Regions from separate parts of the Callithrix jacchus genome. Here region 1 is linked to region 2. Evidence: chromatin contacts called from public Hi-C data. All regions are on one chromosome and are shown on one strand. Each heading gives the region's core, a stretch centred on a gene start, on an enhancer-like site or on the middle of the called end of the contact. The rest is flanking DNA. Distances are from core to core; before and after follow the strand shown. Region 1 holds the start of CCDC32 (coiled-coil domain containing 32). Region 2 holds the start of VPS18 (VPS18 core subunit of CORVET and HOPS complexes).

Region 1 (3,171 bases), core at 347-2,846, 350 kb after region 2:
ACCCTATCACTATCCTTAAAGATAGCTTCACTCACTGCCCTGCTCCCTAACCTAAACACAATAAATACTGACGCTTCTGGACATTTGGGGCCTCGCTTAACTTCGATTATAGGTGACATGGCCCCCCTGAGCCCATCTGCGTTCTCCTTGTACTTCTGTGTCCTGTCTCTTTATTTCTCGGATCCTGTGCCTCAGGACAGCATAAGGGACACCCCACGACACTGTGAGGCCCTCAGCCCTACACATGGTGGCATGCACCTGTAGTCCCAGCTACTCAAGAGGCTGAGGCAGGAGAAACGCTCGAACCCGGGGGGCGGAGTCCCAGTGAGCCGAGATTGCACCACTGTACTCCAGCCTGTGTGACAGAGCAAGACTTCATCTCAAAACAAAACAAACAAAACACAATAGGGTCCCCATTAGCTATGTGCTGTACAATAGCTACATGTGGCTAATGAAATTTAAATTAATTAACGTTAAAAAAAATTTGAGACAAGATCTCACTCCCATCATCCAGGCTGGAGTGCAGTGGCATGATCTTGGCTCACTGCAGCCTCAACTTCTCAAATCAGGTGATCCTCCCACCACAGCCTCCCTAGTAGCTGAGATTACAGACATGAAACACCACACTGGCTAAATTTTTGTATTTTTAGTAGAGACGAGATTTTGCCACATTGCCTAGGATGGTCTCGAAATGGGCTCACATAATTCACCCACCTTGGCTTCCCAAAGTGTTAAGATTACAGGCCGGGGGCGGTGGTGCAACTCCGCCTCCTGTGTTCAAGAGATTCTCCTGCGTCAGTCTCTTGAGTAGCAGGGATTATAGTCATGCACCAGCACGCCCAGCTAATTTTTGTATTTTTAGTAGAGATGGGGTTTCACCATGTTGGCCGGGCTGGTCTCGAACTCTTGATCTCAGGTAATCCACCTGCTTCGCCCTCCCAGAGTACTAGGGTTACAGGCGTGAGTCATTGCGCCCAGCCGTCTGTAACTCTTTACTGTTATTTGTAAACTTTTATGCCTCCATGGCGGACCCCCGTTCTAAACAACTAAGCTGTAAGGATATCCGGGACGTATACCACATCATATGTGTCTTGCTTATGGACACATATGCTTAGAACCGTCATGGACACGATGCTTAGAACACAGCAGGAGTTTGCTGTCAATTGACTAAATGAATGAAGAAAAGCTTCGTAATTTGATGAGACAGGGGTCTCCTCAGAGTAAGGAAAGAAGCCACGTAAGTGCTCTAACTTGGGTAACGAAGGGGTGAAATTTTTGGAAGACAAACACAGGCAGAGATAATTGTGAAGGAGGTGAACTGGCTCCGGAGACCAGGAAGTCAAAAATCTTGGAAATTGGTCTTCCCTATTCAAGCGGGGGCTGGAACCTTGGATCTACAAGGAATCAACTCGGTCCTCGGGAGGGGCAATCCGTTTCCGGGCAACCAGAGCCCCGCCCACCGCTCGCGGCTCTGCACTTCTTCACCCGCCGAGCTCCTCTTGACCAATCGACGCACAGAACATCGTCGGGTAGGAAGGTAGTTGGAGGACTCCTAGGCTCCGTCACTCGGAGACTCCGCCCCTCCCAATTTCCTCTGAACTGCTGGCGACTGAGCTGAGCCGAGCGTTCGCTGGGCAGCTGTTGTGGTGAGTGAGTTGGGCTTGAGGTGCCTAGCGTTTTGGATCTCCTACTCTGGCCCGGCCCCGAAATACCACATAGAAGCCTTGGGACCCGATTCATCCCATCCAGACAGTCCTAGAGATCTGAGCGACTGAGGCCTGGGGTCTGAACGCCGGAATTTCCTGCGCGGTTCTGGACGCCCTGCGCTGGGGTATGGGGGCATGCGGGGCTCTGGTGTGAGCAGTCTTGGTTTTGGGTGGCTTGAGACGATTTTGGGTGGGTGTTCACTGGCGCCCTAGACATCAATTCACCCAGGACCGCTGTGGCATATCTGGCCCTTTTACTTCCGGGCCTTTACGCTGGCTGGGCTCCGTCCCTTGGCCTTATTCAGACCTTGCCTCAGGCAGCCTTCCAGATCTCTAAGTCCCCTCAAAAGCCTCCAGGCTCTTTGCGTAGCTTTTCCTACCTGCCCTTGCTTGGGCTGCTTTCTTTATGTTTTCCAAACAGGCAGGATGGTATTTGATAAAAACATGGATGCTATGCAGATGCAGTTGCTGATATAATTAAAAAAAAAACATGGATTCTGGAGCAGCACAGATCTGGTTCCAGTCAAGGATTCCCCACATATCAGTAATATGCCCTGGGGCAGTCGCCCTTCTGAGCCTTATTTTTTCATCTGTAACATGATGAAAATATCTTTCAGTGTTTGTATTAAAATAAGAACATGAGGCATATGGCTGAACTGCATGCGCTGAGCACATAGCCCTTGCATTGTGACAGTGCTCTGTGACACTTTTTACCAAGCAGGATATTCACGTATGTGGAACTGTGAAAGACCTTTAATTTGTGTTCTGTTGAAAACAGAATTTAATTGACTGGGGATAGAACTGTTGCATTTTGGAGATTTTTAGAGAAAAGTGCAGGCTGGTTGTCCACACTGGTAATGCCCTAGGGGTGTGTGTGTGTGTGTGTGTGGTAAAATATATGTAGCATAAAATTGACCATTTAAACTATTTTTGTGTGTATGATGCAGTGATGTTCACATTGTTGTACAACCATAACCACCATCCATCTCTAGAACTTCTTCATTTTCCCAAACTGAAATCCTGTACCCCTTCAACAATAACTCTCCATTCTTTCTGCCTCCCAGCTTCCACTGTCCTTTGTGTATCTATGAATTTGACTACTTAGGGATTTTGCAATGTTTCCCAGGGTGGTCTCGAACAACTGGCCTCTGGTGATCTGCCCACCTTGGCTTCCCAAAGTGCTGTGCTGGGATTATGGGCTGAGATTATACCATGCCCAACCTTATGCTGTATTATTTTTTATTTTTTACACTCATCTCTCCCTGTTTTATGCTGTATTATTATTATAATTTTATTTATTTATTTTTTGAGATGGAGTTTTGCTCTTGTTACCCAGACTGGAGTGCAATGGCACGATCTCGGCTCACTGCAACCTCCGCCTCCTGGGTTCAAGCGATTCTCCTGCCTCAGGCTCCCGAGTAGCTGGGACTACAGGTGCGCACCACCATGCCCAGCTAATTTTTTT
Region 2 (3,164 bases), core at 423-2,922:
CTCCAAATAACATCCAGTCCCTACTCCTAAGCTCTGTGAGCCCTTGATTACCGGAGCAGGGTATCCTTGCCCAGGCTCATGCAGAGCTGATTGCTGGAGATGATAAGACTGGTGATACGCTCCGTAGGGGTGAAGTCAATGCGCTGCTTTGTGAAGATGGGCACTTCCTTCTCCAGCTGGGCATTCACATACCCTACAGGTGAGGAATGATGAGACGATTAGCTACAGAAGAGACAGATGAAGTGCACGGAGAGGCAGAAAAAACAAAACAGTGCTCCTCGCCACGTTCCTGACATTCCTACCCCAGAACCTTGGTTAACAAATAGTTTGATATCTAGTAGTTTGCTGGTCACCTTTACACTAGAGGACTGGGGCTCTTTCCACACGCTGACAGCAGTGAGGAGTTGATTCTTTGAACCCTTGAGATGCTGTCACAGCAATGATGTACCTGCTCTCACTGGTAATGGGGCTTAGTGGGGGTGGGATGCAACTGGCGGTCTGGGCATTTTCCCTTATCAGTCTTTGGCCCAGCAATCCCAGCTTAACTGAAGTAGTGTAGCTCCATTCTCTGCCCCCATCCCTGCCCATGCGGTAAGGAGCCTCAGTGCAGAGTTGGCAAGTGCTGGGATATTTTGAGCATTGAATGAGGGTAAAGACTAGAGTGAAAGCAGCTGCAATTCGTCAATACCACTCACTGGAACAGTCCCCCAGCGCTTCCTATGCCTTCATTCTCCTGGAGACTCACTGCTTTCTATAAAAATGTCCCTGAAACTCCAGGCTGCACCCAGCTATAGTCAAGGCCAAAAAGACTTCATCTCCATTTTTCCCTGTTCAGCGACAAAATTCCCTCTGGGACGCTCCCTTCCTCGTCGGCAACATTCCCCCTTCACCAGTTTCTTTGCCCATTCCTTTCCTCCCACCTCCAGAAGGGGCCTGGTGGGAAAAGCACCAGAAGCCGGGAGCCCATTCTCAGTTCTCTCAACAGCCCAACTGTGCGCTGTAAGTGAGTACTTCCTTATCTGGGCCTCAGTTCCCTCTTAAAAGGACCCTAGCGGTAGGGCCTAGATCATGCGGCTGGTCCCTTTGCTCTTTTAAACTTGGACTATCCACCAGCTGGGGGCCAGGAGAGCCTGAGGAGAATCAGGGGCCTAGATCCGGAAGGCATGGCCCAGGGGATGACCCTGAGCTCTTGAGCTGCCCTCCCAGCTGCTCCCAGGCAAATGCTAGGAGAGCCGAAAGGAGGAGGGGCAGACTCCTCTTCCTTACCCGAGTGGGGGATGCCCACGCTAGGGCAGCCTGGCTGCAAGACGGTCGATCGGGACAGCGAGTTCTCGTACTCATCCAGGATGGACGCCATAGTGCCCGGCCTCTGGGCCCTTTCCGGGGCCTGAGGACTACAACAGGGCTCCCCTCCTGGGGTCCCCGTCGCCCCAGAATGGAAGTTGTGACTCCCCAGCCTCTGACGGAACCTGGGAACCTGCAACCGCCTCCTCTTTAAAATCCTGAGGATCCTCTTGCTCTTGCCTCATGCAGCGAGATAACCGGGCAGCCCTCGCCCTTGAATCTAGCGTAGCCTTGATCTCCCCCGCCCAAGAGATCACAGGCTCCCTTCAGCCGGTCCCAGGGGTTCGTAACCTCGCCCCAGCAGCTCAGCTGACTCCCGCCCCCGTGACGCGGGCCTAAAACGTAACTTCCGGGTTCTCAGAGCCCCACGCACGCGGGCGCACTGCGTAGCCGAGCCCGCCAGCAGGAGGTGAGAGGAGAGCTGCGGGCGGGCGCCGGGCGGGTGCTGCTGAACACAAGCCCCGCCCCCAACACACTGCTGCAGTTCCGGGCTTCGACACCAGGGGGCAATCCCGGCTTTCTCAGCCCGCCTGCCCCACCCGCCCCGCGCCTCCCAGCCCTGGCTTTCGCGCCCAGGCTCCGCTCCCTCAGAGGTCTGTCCAGTCTCCCTGACCACCGCCCGCTCCCGCCTCTCTGAACAGCCTCGGGGAACCGCCCGCTCCTCAATCCCATCGCTGTCTGGGTCCCACCGTCACAAGGACACGCAGAGAAGTCTTGGCCTCTCTTCCCCTCACCCAGAGCCCCCACCCCCCCAGCTTCCAGAAGTCCGCAGAGCTGGTGGCCAGGCCAGCAGGAAGCCCTGTGCCAGGAACCGCCGTGACCGTCCCCACAGTGGCTCCTTGGCTCAGGGTTGCTGGGTCGCTTCCATCCACTCATTCACCAAAATGTGGTTGAACACTTACTCGGTGCCAGGCCTTGGGCGGAGCACTGGGGTCACAGAGATGAGGATAGCCCTTCCCCGCCCTTGTAAAGGTCGTGAGCCAGCAGGGACGCTGGACCCGTAAGTAGACCATTCATACTAGAAAAGCAAGTGATGGATTATCCTTCAAGCGCTCGCTCCGCGAATGAGCATCCATTCTGTGCCAGGCACTCTGCCAGGCTCTGGGGACGTGACAGAGAACAAGACCGAAAACCTCTCTGGCCTGATGGAGCGTAGCCAGCGACGTGGCCACGGCTCCGTGAGAGCATGGAGGAGCGGGGAACAATTACCTGCCAAGCCTAGCAAGAAGGAGGGACAAGTGGGGGGCGGGAGAGAAGATGGGGGCCGCCCAACCTGAGGCGGAGAGGCGAGTTCTCAGCCAGGAACCAGCGAGGGCTGGGGCGCGACTGTGGTTGGGTTTTCCTCTCCCACCTGCCTAGGCGACCCAGGTGGAGTCTGTTCCCTTCTGGGCCCCATGATAAGTGGATGGCTCTCGACTAGGGTCACCGCCGTCCTGGGTTTAGCGGGTGGCCCCCGCCTAACAACTAAGAGCATCCCTTCACTCTCAGAAGTGTCCAGGTTTGCACCATACCTTAGGTGGTTGAGTTACTCTTGCTCAACTTCCTGACCAGGAGCGGAGAACTGTGACTTTCACCGGCCCCACTGAGGGCTCTCTGGGTTCTCTGACCTGGGAGGGGCACTAGCCCTGGGGCAGGTGACAAGTGTGCTGTCCAGGCTCACTTCCCTCCACACCGAGGTCCTGCTTCTCCTGACCAAGACTGCAGCCGTGATGCAGCCTTCCCACCTGAGGCTGCCAGGTCCCAGGAAGGACGTGAAGGAGCAGGAGGCTTCCCCTAGGAAAAGTGATGCCAGACAGGGAGCTGCCCTGCTCCATGTATAA

What was found. A called contact is a pair of places that touch in the nucleus more often than the background predicts.
Region 1: a contact with region 2 is called in a Hi-C map of skeletal muscle, with 4 times the contacts expected there. The contact joins the promoter of CCDC32 here to the promoter of VPS18 in region 2. A contact is called at or near these places in 2 of 3 Hi-C or Micro-C datasets (both in skeletal muscle).

Annotation. Positions count from the first base shown.
Region 1 is chr8:46,017,038-46,020,208 of calJac240_pri, forward strand. CCDC32 (coiled-coil domain containing 32) reads left to right here and starts at 1,597. Exons shown (of 4, transcript XM_009005550.6): 1 at 1,597-1,831.
Region 2 is chr8:45,665,709-45,668,872 of calJac240_pri, forward strand. VPS18 (VPS18 core subunit of CORVET and HOPS complexes) reads right to left here and starts at 1,673. Exons shown (of 5, transcript XM_009005538.4): 1 at 1,267-1,673; 2 at 52-193. The coding sequence starts at 1,357.